Regions from separate parts of the Mus musculus genome. Here regions 2 and 3 are each linked to region 1. Evidence: chromatin contacts called from public Micro-C and promoter capture Hi-C data. All regions are on one chromosome and are shown on one strand. Each heading gives the region's core, a stretch centred on a gene start, on an enhancer-like site or on the middle of the called end of the contact. The rest is flanking DNA. Distances are from core to core; before and after follow the strand shown.

Region 1 (4,817 bases), core at 1,483-3,982:
CAGTAGGCTGAGTTTGAATGTAGCTCGCACTGGGCCACCCCACCCCCACCCCACCCCACCCCGGGAGAGGTCAGGCACTTCAATTACTCTGTTTCTAAAGCACCGGTTTGTGACATATCAAAATACTAAATGAATGTTGTGCTCTCGTAAAAAAACTGAGTCTTCCACACCCCCACTTATTTAGCTAAGAAACTAATAACATCATTTCAAACATTCTATCACATAAGCACTAGAGCGACTCCCCACACAGCTGGAGTGGATCCCAGAAATAATGTTTAAAAATGGTATTTAGCAATCCGGAATCTAATCCTAATTTATACACAGACACAAATACTGATTAGCGTGATCTGGTCGGAATAACAAATAACCATGAAAACTCTAATGCTTCTGCAGTGACATTTCTCCAGGATATTTATGTTAAATAAATTCATGACACTTAAGAGACTGGAAAGATGTGACTAAGATTAAGTTAGAAGCACTTGCTGCACTTCAAGAAAACCCACGGTCAGTACTCCACCTGGGCAGGTGGCTCACAACCCTCTGCTACTCCAGCTCCAGGGAATCTCATGTCGCTGGCCAGCAAGGGTGCACATATATGCACATAACCACCAACAACACCAACACACACACACACACACACACACACACACACCTTAAAATAATAATTTTTAAAAACCTTGTAAATTCATCAGGCTTTAATGTACTGTCCACAAGTAAAATACACATGCGCTCGCGCACATGCGCACGCACGCACACAAACACACACACACAGAGAAAACATGTTCTGATTTCTTAAAAAAGTATGTGTCTGTGTGTGTGACTGTCAACTACCAAAAGACAGAGCACTTGTAGAGCTATGATATAAAGCAATTCTGCTCTACCACATTTTTTTTCCTGTTTATATATGTTTCAGTTCTAGTTACTATTGCTGTGATGAGACACCAGGACCAAAACAGCTTGGGGAGGAAAGGGTTAATTCAGCTCACACTTCCACATCACAGTTCATCATCAAAGGAAGTCAGGACAGGAACTCTAGCGGGCGGGAACTTGGAGGCAGGAGGCTGATGCAGAGGCTGATGGAGGGGTGCTGCTTACTGTCTTGCTCCCCATGGCTTGGTCAGCCTGTTTTCTTATAGAACGCAGGACTGCAAGCCCAGGGGTGGCCCCGCCCACAATGGGCTCAGCCCTCCCACCATGAATCACCAATTAAGAAAAGGCCCCACAGGCTTTTCTATAACCTCAGTCTCACTTTTTCTCAACTGAGGCTTCCTCCTCTCTGATGACTCTGGCTTGTGTCAAGCTAGACAGAAAACCAGCCAGTACAATATGTAACCGCCGCCTAGATTCGATGTTTAATGTCAGGCTGGCTATCCAAACATCACTGCGTGTGACACACACTCCCCAAGTCTCCCTAGGTCAGTGTTCTCTAACATGTCCAGAACCAAGCACTGTGTTCAGCTGCTCTGAAGCTGCGGACAGACAGGAATATGAACTACCATTTGCCTTCACACCCGAGAAGGAGGCAGGAAGCAACTACTTGTACTTCATCATGTTCTTCCCTCTACTAGCAGGCCCTGGTGTCAGGGTGCTGCCAGACAAGGACAATAAGACGCTTTATTATATAGGGTGACTAAGAGCCTCGCAAGTACTGTTTTAGAATATAATCCCGGTAGGGAAGGCCACGGGATGGGAGTACAATTATTTCGTGCCAACCATTTCCAAAACTAAACATATTGTGGCCCTGCGAATAAGCACGCTCTGCGGTCAATTCTCTTTCAAATGCTTACAGGAAGCAATTCCGGGAGAGACGAACAACTTGCAATTTGCTTCTCACTCTGAATCCCACGACCGAAATGTGTAGAGCAAGCCGTTCTGACACCACAAAACAAGGGCAGCCTACATGAAGGCCAAATATAGGATGTGATTCTAAACCACGACGGAGAGAAAGCCTGCATTTCCTTTTCCAGCCTGCAAAAAAAAACCCTTTGAACACTCCCAAAAAAGGACGTCGGGGCCGGCACCTCCCTCCGGGAGGAAGCCCCTTTCTTCTCCGAAAGCCCTGCAGCCGGCTACTTCCCCCCAGCTCATTCACATCACTGGAGATAGATAGGGCTGCTGTGCGTACGCCCGCCGGGGGACCGGCGGCAGAGCTGGGCTGGGCGTCCCCACCCTCCACCTCTGATGTCATCCTAGCCATCTCGGCGCGGCTGAGCCCCACCTGCCCCGCGGGTCACTAGGTTCCGCACCCGGGACAGGGTTCCTCCTCCAGGCCACGCCACTGCAGCCCGCCCCCGCCCCAGGTCTTCAGGGTCCAGGAGGCCATGCACTGCGAGCCAGGCGGAGCCCCGCCCGGGCGCGCCCCGCACACCGGGGGTCCCCCGCGGACCCAGCCCCACGTGAGCGCTCGGCCGCAGGCTCTTCGCAGCGCTCAGACACCGCCTCACGGCTGCCGGGCCCACGGCTGCCCGCAGACGGCCATTCCCCAGCCGCAGCGCCCGGGGCATGCGCGTGCGCCCCGCACCACTCGGCGCCGCCGGCTCCTGTCAGCCGAGAGCTTCACACGCGGGGTCCCGGAGGCCGGCCCGCCCGCCCCGGGCTCGCTCCGGAGCTGCCCCGTCCTGAGCGCGCGCTGCTTACCAGAGCCCGGGTGCCTGAGGCGCCGCCGAAGTCCCTGCTGCAAAGCCCCGCGAAGCCTCCAACCGCTGCCGCCTCCCGCCTGGCACTGAGCGCCGCGCGGGGGAGGGGCGCGGCCGCCGCTGCCCAGGCCTTCGCGCGCGCGGGCCCCGCCCCCGCGCCGGGGCCGCGCCCAACCAGCGCCGCCGAACCACGCTTCACCACGCCCACTTCCGGAAGGTCCCGGTTAGATGCCCGGCTCTCCTTAGAGCGCCCCCTGTGGTGGCGCGGGGAGGTGCAAGGAGACTCGGAGCCCACGCCCGCTTTCCGGGGCACTTGAATGGCCGGGTGGCCACGCCCACGGGCTCCTTCCAGCCCCACCCAGGTCTTTAGAACCAGAGCGGGCGTTCTTAAGCTCCACCCACGGCCCTGCAGAGCCTCTCTATGAGGATGGTCGTTTGAGCGCATCTAACTGCCCACCGAGTCCGTGAGCAGGGCTTGGTTTCCCCCCGCCCCCAAAACCTAGCTTCCCCCAGTTGAGCGCCGCAAATCCCCGCTCGGATTTCCTGAAGACCCGGGGAACCTATGATCATCCTATTTGCTGTACCTCAAGCCCCGCCCACAGCCCTGAGCGTACTTAAACCGTAAGCCCCGCCCCAAGTTCTTAGCCCCACCTCCATCAGGGCTGGTTCAACCCTCTCACCCACGCTCTCTCCCACTACTCTCCAGGGCAGGGTGGCAACCCTTGGGCTGGACCACACCTATGAGAGAGAGCTAAGGAGAAGCAATGAAGACTCCCTGGCTAAAGTCCCTCCATATGAGCACGTGGATATGTGTCCTAGCCCTGTTACTCTCAAATGAAGTGACCCAGGGACCATTTCACTCACCTCTTTGGATTTCAGTTTCCTAATCTTGAGTGTAAGGTTATCCCACTATTAGCCAAAGCCCCTTCAGAAATATCAAGCTTTGAAATACCAAGATCTAAGGAAACTGCGTCCAGAGATCTGGGCCAGCTGAGGGGTTGGGCCATTTATTTCCCAAAGCAAGGCATCTTTACAATTCGCAGAGGGATGAATTTTCACTTTGTTTTAGCCTCAGAGATGTCCAGGAATCTGTGGTCGGCATTCAGTGGTAGAACCCCTGAATTCTTGTTGCAGGAATTAAGATAAACTGCCACCTCAAAACAGAAGGCACACGCCTTTAGTCCCAACACTGAGGAGGCTGAGGCAGGTGGATCTCCGTCAGTAGTTCCAGGCCAGCCTGGTCTACATACTGAGTTCCAGGACATCCAGGGATATGTAAAGAAACTCTGTCTCTAAATAAGTAAATAAAATAAAATTAGGCAAAGTGTGTGTGTGTGTGTGTGTGTGTGTGTGTGTGTGTGTAAATTATGTGTTGTGTAAATCTAGGTCTACCAGAATGAAGCAGCTTGCTCAGCAAGTTTTTACTCTCTGCAAAGCTCAATTTTTAAAGATTGGTGTGTTTATTTTACGTGTATGCCTCTGTGTATGTAATTACACCACCTGCATGCAGTGCCCTCATAGGTCAGACCAGACTGAGCTAGCCTGAATCTGGAGTGTCCGCAGGCTGTCAGAGGACTACTGTGGTTCCGGGAACCAGGAGTCCTCTGAAAAAGCAGGAAGTGCTCTTGATTGCAGAACACCTCTCCAGCGGGAGCTAGGTTTCTTTATCTGTGACTACAATAGCAGCCCCTCCCAGGCAGAGCTCAGTTTCTGGCTTCTCTCTCTCTCTCTCTCTCTCTCACACACACACACACACACACACACACACACACACACACACACACACGGCACCTATTGCTGTCAAGGCAGCGACTCAACTGTATGGAGAGTGGGTTGTGTTTTGCCTCTAAGCAGCTTATGCTAACTGGAGGGACTCAGTACTTCGTACCCGGCAAGATTTGCCACTCCACTTAAATGAGGTAGAGGCGGTAATGCTCCTGTTGCAGTCACCAGGCATATGGTGATGTAGAAAAACCAGTTGCTTTTGTTATGATCATTATACTTAATTAAACAAGGGGACAGACAGTGGGGGCTGAGTGTGTCGGGGAGTCCAGAGAGCACAGACTGCTTGAGAGAGAACTGAGAAATACAGAGAACACGAGCCACGCCTTTGGAAACAGAAGCCATCCAGCTGATGCTGCAGAATTGTCAGAAATTCTTTCAGCAACCCAGTGGCCATAG
Region 2 (4,404 bases), core at 381-2,880, 540 kb after region 1:
AGATTTCATTACGGATGGTTGTGAGCCACCATGTGGTTCTGACCTTCAGAAGAGCAGTCAGCGCTCTTAACCACTGAGCCATCTCACCAGCCCCGCTTTTTGCTTTTAGATTTATTTATTTTATGTATATGAGTACACTGGTGCTCTCTTCAGACACACCAGAAGAGGGCATCAGAGTCCATTACAGATGGTTGTGAGCCACCACGTGATTGCTGGAAATTGAACTCAGGACCTCTAGAAGAGCAGTCTGAGCCATTGTAGCAGCGCTACAACTTGTTTTGAACACTTGAACAGTGCACCTTTCTTGTGGCTTCACACTTATGATGTATATTCAGACCCGTCACATGGCTACAGCGTGGCCTACCTTTGTCTCCCGTCTTGGTGTAAATCTTGGGGATCTTGGCTGCCGTCGAGGACGGCTGCAGCCTGATGAGAAACAGACACAAAGGCGTGGTAAGTGGGAACGGCTGCGCCTCGGGGAGTGACGCCCAGCTTTCAGTCTGCAACCTCAGGGGCAGCACTTCTCTGCCTCTGGGATGGCAATCTCCCGTCAGCCATTTCCCCGCTGCCCCTTCCTGACAGCTTCCTGTCCCTGTCTCTACCTGTACAGCAGCTGCTGTAGCATACTGCTCAATAAAGATTCTTGGCAAATACTGGCAGGAAGGACTAACTGGTCACTCCATGTAGCCCTAGCTCCACAGTGGGCTAAAGCCGCTAGCTCCTGGAACTGCCCTTCAGCTTCTCCCACACTCCCAAAGTTAGCCATACGCTTCTCCGTTGAGGAAACTGGAGCCCACAAAGATTCAACTTCCTAGATCTCCAGGAAGAGACTGGGCTGGGATTCATGCCCAAAACCCTTCTACTGTAAGCCTGACCTGGTCCATTACCCTCCCCAAACTCTTGTCTCTTCTAACCCCAACACAGAAGTTAGCACTTCTGGGGGAAAGAAAACTAGGCCACTTGCACTTTTCTAAGATTTTTCAGTGTCAAGGAAAAAAAAAAATACACTGTCAAAATGGAATTTCAAAAATGCTATTTTAACTTAATTTTTTTTTTTTTGAGGACTGCGAATGAACCCCGACTCTGCCATTTTCAACTAGCAGTGCATAACTTAAAATTAAAATGTGAATTCACAAAATTATTTCAAAGTCAGAGGACTGGACAGGGAACGCTGATCATGAGGTCATGGTAGTCTGCAAGTCCCTATGCAAGTTTCTAAGTGTTACCATGTCTTCCTGGTGTCTTAATCCTAATCCAAACAAACTGCTTGGGGAGGCCGGACAAAACCCACAAGAGCATGCCCCTGCCCTGACTGACCACAGCTAGACTCCGTTAGAACTTGGGGAGGAAATCCTGGCCTCTGACGCCATGACGAGCCCAGTGACGTCAGGCCACATAGAGCACGTCATCGGTGTGATGTACCCACGGAAACAACCGTTCCTCCTCCGTGTTGAGTTACTCTCCAGGCCTGAAACTCACCTGTCCCCGTCTTCCCCGCCCTGAGGGCCACGGCTCTGGAAACGGGGACACAGCAGTCTGCAGGCGCTGAGACGCCCGCGCAGGCCGAGGCGACCCCCAAAGAGCCACACAGCCATGCGCACGGTAACGCATCCAAGACTGACCCGGCTAGGCACCCGTCCAGGCCCGGGGATGACTCCGCCCCGCAGCCGGCCGCGCCACCTCTCAATCGCTGTTTCCTATTGGCCTGGGGCACTCGCACCAGGGCGGGGCACTCCCCAGCTCTTGATTCCCATTGGATTACTTGTAGAAAGAGGCGAGGCAATTTCGGCTTGCTTGAAGTTCCCATTGGTTAATGTTTGACCCAATCTGTAAAGGAGCCCTTAGCTCCAGCTCTCTGATTGGCCTCAGGAAGACACACCCGCCTCCTTGGAACTCTCCCATCTGATATGGAGAAGACCGGGAGCTGCGGCCCGGGTTTCAGCTCACTTGGGCGCTGGCCGGGGCAGGTGAGAAGCCTGGGCTGCGGGATGGGCGGCGTGAGGACCGGGTCCCGGACACCCCGGGCCGGGCGCCGCGGTTCTCTGCCTTCGTGTCCTCGATCTGAGCGCTCGGCGACCTCAGATCGGACAGTTTCCCCTAGACTAGGGTCCCGTAGACTGGGCTACTTAGTGTGCAGTGGGGTGGCCAGTGAAGCCTTGAACCCGGGTGATTTTTGCATTATTTATAACAACGTAAAAATGCATGCACCCATAAATCCAGCAAAACCACTCTGTGACATGACTCTTGCCTTGCAGAAGTTCTTGTTTGAACGTGCAACACAGGGCGTTAACAGGTGAGTCCCGGCAGCCGCGTTTGTGATTGTGACAGGTTGGTTGTGGTCTTGAGGTCCGGGAAGGATTCTTTCTCCTGCAAGATTTTATCTAAACCTCGCGTTCCCACACGCATCAAACACATGGCCGTCCTCAGAGTAGGCAAGCAGTCCATGCCTGAGCTCATGTCAGTTTCTACTGGCAACAGCAGTGGTAATAAACTCTGGAGCTGAGAACCTGTCAGTGCCGAGTAGCTCAGTATAGTCAAGAGGCCACTTTGCCAGACAGACAGGCCTTGCTGCTGGTAGTCCTTTGAGTCAGCCTCCAGTATTGCCTCTATTATCTGATATATGGGAAACAGATTCATGGCATAAGACATTCTGGGGACGGAAGAGCTGTGGTCTGAACCCAGATTTTTTTTTTCCCATTGTCCACCTGACTGGCTCACTGCACTGTCATCCTGGAACATAGCTCTGGATGGTAGTTCTGGATGGAGTTTCTCTACATGCTCCTGGCTGTCCTGGAATTCACTCTGTAGACCAGGCTTGCCTCGTACACCCAGAGATCCACCTGCCTCTGCCTCCACAGTGCTGGGATGAAAGATGTTCACCTCCAAGCCCAGCCTTCCTGGTGTTTGTAACTAACATCTAGGGAACTTTGTTTCTCTCTCTCTCTCTCTCTCTCTCTCTCTCTCTCTCTCTCTCTCTCTCTTTCCTTGCAGAAGTCTCAGAAGCCATGTTGTCAGAAGCCCTGCTGGTGTCCGCCCCGGGGAAGGTCATCCTCCATGGAGAACACGCTGTGGTCCATGGCAAGGTAAAAAGTCCCCAGGGAGCTGGGCAGTGGTGGCGCATGCCTTTAATCCCAGTTCTGAATTTGAGACCAGCCTGGTCTACAGAGTGAGTTCCAGAACAGCCAGGGCTACACAGAGAAACCCTGTCTCGAAAAAACAAACAAACCAAAAAAAGTTCCCAGGGACTTGAACGATGGGGTACCATGTCTCTCAGACCCTGGATTGGAAGACGGTAAAAGAAAGGCCTAGGGTGTTCACTGGATGAGTATCTCCAGCCGGACGAACCTTAAGCTGGCCCCACTAAGTACAATAGCTGAGGATGGTTGATAAAACCTACAGGTTGGGTTGGAATCACCCAGGAAGTGAGTGTTGGAGGGGAAAGGGATTGAAGGGCTGGGCTTTGGACATTCCAGTGTTGAGGAATTGGAAAGATGGTCTGGTAGAAGTGTTGTGCACACGCATTATCTCATTTAACCCTCAGATCTAACCCACGGCTACGATGTGTAATCTTCTATTTTACAGGTAAAGCTGAGGCTTTTTTTTTTTTTTCCGAGACAGCGCTTCTCATTATCTTACACTCTAAGAGTTGGGATAGGGAAGGAGTGAAGGCCAGTAAATCCTGTCTCCACCTTCAGAGCATACGGTCGCTGGTCCCCAAGCCGCTCACCCTCAGGCTTACTGCTTTTGCCCTTTATTCTACAGGTCGCTCTGGCAGCGGCCTTGAACTTGAGAACTTTCCTCCTGCTGCGACCGCAGAGCAATGGGAAAGTGAGCGTCAATTTACCCAACATCGGTATTAAGCAGGTGTGGGATGTGGGCATGCTTCAGCGACTGGACACGAGCTTTCTTGGTGAGTACAAAGAGTGGGGAGCCGGGTGTAGCAAGAGGCTGGCCCCTGAAGAAAGTTGGGGGTGTGTGTGACAGGGTGGTTACTTCAGGCTGCCCGTGAAGCCTGAAGAACGATGTTCTCCTTGGACCCCCGAAAATCGGCTTCATTCATTTACTACATGATTTAATTTTGTTTGTGATACCAGGCCTCACAGAGATCTGCCTGCCTCTTTTCTCTCAAGTGCTGGGATTAAAGGCATGCACCACCACACCAACCTAGCTAGTTCATTTTAACCGTGTAGACCAGACCTGTGCCCTGAGTCTCTGTGGACTGTTTTGGGCAGATTATTCAGGTGTAAAAATATTAAGCTGTTTTATCAGTTGCCCTTCTCGTTGCTATGATAGAGGCAAGTTCAGAATGTATTTTGGTTCTCAGTTTGCACATAGTCCATCTGTCTCCTGGCAGGAGTGTAAGGTGCCTCTGTAGTCAGGAGCAGGATGGCTCTAGTCCTCCTA
Region 3 (4,346 bases), core at 1,010-3,509, 600 kb before region 1:
CTTGGATGACCTGGGAGTGATTACACTACCTCTGGCCCTTCTTGGCTGGGTGCTGTTAGAAGCCACTCCCCTACTGTAAGCCCCAGTTCTGTATCAACCATCTTCATAGGGTTACTATGTCTGCAGTACACGGAGCACAAAAAAAACCCAAAGAAGCTCAGATCCTCTGGGTGACCGACCTCCGTAAATGCAAGATTTAGAATCTGTGAGCAGTTTGTGACTGGGAATCCCGACTTCTGCTCCCAGCTTTGGAGCTTTTAGTAATCGGACAAAGCAGCAAGAAACTGTCCTTGCCTGGCCACTCTACTCCGGCTTGAGCCAAGAAGATGGCTCACTCCAAACTTAGTGGGACCACAGAAGCAGGGAATCCAGCAGACTTGTGGACACAGGGTGGAGAGCAATGTCCCCACAGCATTTCCAGGAACCCAAGCTAGACTGGGGAGGAACAGTAAGGGACATGTGTGTGGGCCATGGGGCCACATGCGTCACTCTGCAGATGGGAAAGCGGTGATCTTACAAAGAGAGGACGTAGGAAAGATGAACTCTGAGGGGCCATGTGGCACAGCTATACACGGATGTCTCCTAGGTTCCCCAGGGCCTGCTGACCCTGTCTTTCATTGTACATCCTATTTGGTCAACCATTTCCCTAGTAAAGTGGGGGTCAGCTCCAGGCATGAGGAGCAAGCATTACAGCCAGGGCTGGGTAAAAAACCACGGCCTTCCAGCTTTAAACCTAAGGGCTGAGACCCTTCCCCGAAGGGCAGGGGTGTGAGGTTTCAGGGTTGGGGTCTGGATAGTATCTTCAAACAGGTCTTTACAAAGATGGAGGTAAAGACTTCTAGGCCTTTCTGAGGGACCCCCTTCTATCCATCTTACATATCACCTCGAAGGAAAATTCTAGAATCTGCAGCAATCCACGGAGCTAGTTCTTTAAAAGGAATGTGCTACACACAGAGACACAAACACAGGCACACACCCACGATCCCCAAGAGGAGGAAGGAACCGGGGACAGGTCCGGGCCTCCAACTGCCCAGGTGGCTGCCACCAGGAAGGGAGGCCCTCCTGAGTGACACCCCTAACACACACACGCGCGCGCGCACACACGCACACACACCCCACAGGTATACACACACCTCCATGCTCAGGAAGCAAGGGACAGACTCCAGCCTGGCTCACAGATTCACAGCCAAGCAAGGACTTGGGATAAGAACCCCAGGATGAAGACAAGGCAGCAGGGACGGGAATGGGGGGTGGGGGTGACTGAAGGATAGGGCGGAGCCAAAATGGGAGGGCAATGCCACACCACATACATACTCAATCTTACCCATTCACACAAATACACATTCGTAGACTCGCACAAGCAGACACAATATATAGATCATCCTTAGGTATTTCCAGGCAGGTGCACATACATATATGCACATGTCCTGGGCAACATACATCTACACCACAGGCCCACAGACATCTAAACGTCGCCTCAGCCTTCTAAACTCTCCCAATTCCCACGGCCCTGGGAGGTCACTGGCTGTGAACGCCGAGGTAAGGCTAGGATCTCAGCTGCTTCCTTCATCCCGGGGGAGGCAGGCAGCCACTCCTGTCTGATCCCATGTATCAGTGGAGGGCACCTGCTCTGTGACCCTGGCCCAGGTCACAGGCTCTCCTGCACAAAGTCCCTGGCACCTAGAGGTGGCTCCAAGGACTGAGTATCTGACATGGGTTGGGGGATAGCTTCATGTTCCAAAATTGAACCTGTCCCCTCCCAAAACCTGATCTTCCTCGGGGATATTCCGCATCTCTAATGAGGAGCCCCGCATCACCCTACTCTACCCCCAGCAATGAGAACCTGCCCCTCCGCGAGGTCCCACCTGGACACCTTCCGATCCTACACCCAGAGGGCCCCACGCACTGAAACACCCGTTTTCCAGCGACCCCTCCCCAGCCCCCGCCCTAGTTAGCCATGCACAGCCACCGCCAGCCAGAAGCCCGCGGTGGCCCTGTCACCCTGGGGTGGCCGCCCCTACCTCCTTCTTCACAGTGCGCAGCAGCCTCTGGCGGGTCTCGGCCTCTGCGGGACAAGCAGGGAAGCGCGGTGAGCGGCACCGAGGCCGCGGGGCCTGGCCGCCCTCCCGCTGCCCGCCCGTGCTTACCCGCAGGGACCGAAGCCATGGCTCAAGCTGGTCGGTGCCCGGTTCCCGGACGCGTCCCCGCTCCGCGCCCTGCTGCAGCCGCGAGGGGGCGGGACCGGCAGGGGATGAATGACAGCCCAGGATGTAGACGTCAGAACCTGACATCCCGCCCACCCCACCCACGAAAGCTCAGCGCCGCCTCCTGGACAGCATACAGCAGAGCATCCGCATCCAGCCTCCTCCAGGCGTTAGCGACAGGCCTTGCCAAGTTGCCTAGGGTGACCTAAGATGCGGAACCGTGCTCCACATCCCGTGTGTCCATCCACGCGTATTTAGAAACGAGGCAAAGCCAGGCACGGGGCACACTCCTATCGACTCCTCAGTGGGGAGACTGAGGCAGGGGACTCAACCTGGGCGACATAGCCAGGCCCTGCCGCCACAATAAAACTAGACTCATCCTGTATAAAGTGGGTATAAGTTCTAGAATGAGCTGATGATCAAGCGAGATATTTGATGTGTAATTCTCATCATAGACAAGACAAAAAAAACAAAACAAAACAAAACAAAACAAAAAAAGGGCCAGCTTTCATACGGGGTAGCTGCTGCTGTTTCATATACCCCCTTCCTCCGTCCCCTCCTCCCCTTCCCTTCCCCCTCCCCCTCTTCCTCCTCTTTTTACTCCTCCTCCTCTCTTCTCCCTTTCTCCCTTTTCAGACTAATCAGATACACTGACTCCCCATCTGGAAGAAGCCTGCCTCTTCTTCACTTGCTGCTCCCCCTATACTGGGAACCAGGGTTCAGCCAGGATCTCTCAGTCCCAGGGTTGGGAGTTTGAAGCAAAGGAGATGGACACATTGCCGCAGCACTCAGATGGTAGACAGTAAACCATCTGAGCAAGTGATAGAGGGTTGGAAGGTTCTAGAGGGACGTGGAGTCGATGCAGGGGAGATACCAGTGACCGGGGCTGTCTTGTGGAACAAGGGGCATCTTGCTGAGTTTTCTTTCTGAGCAAGAAGGGAAAGGAGGAGGCTGGGGAATGCTTGGGGAAGAGGAATCCATACAGTTCAGCGGTTAAGAGAACTGAGTGCTCTTCCAGAGGTCTTGAGTTCAAATCCCAGCAACCACATGGTGGCTCACAACCATCTGTAATGAGATCTGATGACCTCTTCTGGTGTGTGTGTGTGTGTATACCAGAACCCCTCTTGTGTGTGGCAGTGGTGTCTCTGTCACGATACCCCCCCCCACTCTCTCCTCCCCCACTCTCTCCAGTGAGGTGTGCTTAGTGTCTCCAGGATGCCACAGAATGAGAAATAAGGACTTGACAAATATAATTGAGGACTTACTACATCCGGAGCTCTGGTTGCATAAACTTACCGAGCCTCCAGCCCCCCCCCCCCCCCCCATGAGCCTCACACACAAAGAAAGTCAAGCCCAAGACGTGGGAGAATTTTCTTCAGGTCCATACACAAAGCAAGCAATAGCTCAAGCCATGGACCGGGTGGATCATCTCACCAGGGGCAGGTTAAGATGAATCAGATGTTTCTCGCCAAGCCCTTCAAACCTTTTCAGAGAACATAGAAGTTTTCCTCTAATATAAATGGTTTCTAGTGGTGGTTTCAATATGCTTGGCTGTCCTGGAACTTGCTCTGTAAACTCACTCTCTTGAGCTCAAGAGATTTGCATGGCTCTATCTCCTGAATGCTGGGATCAAAGTCATGGTCCACCATGCCTGGACCTAAGCTTTCCTTCACCTAGATCTAAAAGCTTGTGTCATCCTGTGACAGTTTGACACACAGTCATATCTCCTTATCTCCAAGTGAAACCAATAATCACATCATAATAATATAACTATCCACGGTTTAGCTGCAAACAATAAGCTTAGCTGGGTGGGATCTTGCCCTGAGATCACCACTCCCTTAATCCGTTTGTCTCCTTGAACGTAGGATTCAGCTCCTTTTCATTTCCTGGGGCCCCTTCATTACTTGAAGCACACTCGTTTTTTCTTTTTAAGCTTGCTATGCTTGCTCAAAATGCTCTTCATAAGACTGAATCACAGGATCATGTCTAAATTGGGGTTTCTATGAGACTTAATTGTTAATTCTGTCTAGGCTGGCCCATTAAGCTCCACTTAAAGCATTCCATGGCGTTCCAAACCCAAAGTCCCAAAACCCATATTCTTTCAAACAAAAGCATGGTCAGGCCTATGACAGCAATACCCCA

What was found. Promoter capture Hi-C pulls out the DNA fragments that hold promoters and counts their contacts. A called contact is a pair of places that touch in the nucleus more often than the background predicts.
Region 2: a contact with region 1 is called in a Micro-C map of embryonic stem cells, with 6 times the contacts expected there. The contact joins the promoter of Mmab here to the promoter of Coro1c in region 1. A contact is called at or near these places in 1 of 39 promoter capture datasets (pre-B cells), 1 of 484 Hi-C or Micro-C datasets (embryonic stem cells), 1 of 115 datasets of contacts at active chromatin or transcription factors (pancreatic cancer cells) and 1 of 9 other capture datasets (liver).
Region 3: a promoter capture Hi-C map of pre-B cells shows a contact between it and region 1, with 2.8 times the contacts expected there. The contact joins the promoter of Sgsm1 here to the promoter of Coro1c in region 1. A contact is called at or near these places in 7 of 39 promoter capture datasets (cranial neural crest, hippocampal neurons, liver and 3 more).

The regions. Positions count from the first base shown.
Region 1 is chr5:113,905,974-113,910,790 of GRCm38.p6, forward strand. Coro1c (coronin, actin binding protein 1C) reads right to left here and starts at 2,733. Exons shown (of 11, transcript NM_011779.3): 1 at 2,638-2,733.
Region 2 is chr5:114,442,397-114,446,800 of GRCm38.p6, forward strand. It overlaps Mmab (methylmalonic aciduria (cobalamin deficiency) cblB type homolog (human)), which reads right to left and starts at 1,631. Exons shown (of 9, transcript NM_029956.4): 1 at 1,480-1,631; 2 at 365-426. The coding sequence starts at 1,595. It overlaps Mvk (mevalonate kinase), which reads left to right and starts at 1,873. Exons shown (of 11, transcript NM_023556.3): 1 at 1,873-1,967; 2 at 2,992-3,083; 3 at 3,763-3,910. The coding sequence starts at 3,006.
Region 3 is chr5:113,308,527-113,312,872 of GRCm38.p6, forward strand. It overlaps Sgsm1 (small G protein signaling modulator 1), which reads right to left and starts at 2,260. Exons shown (of 25, transcript NM_172718.3): 1 at 2,148-2,260; 2 at 2,022-2,065. The coding sequence starts at 2,166.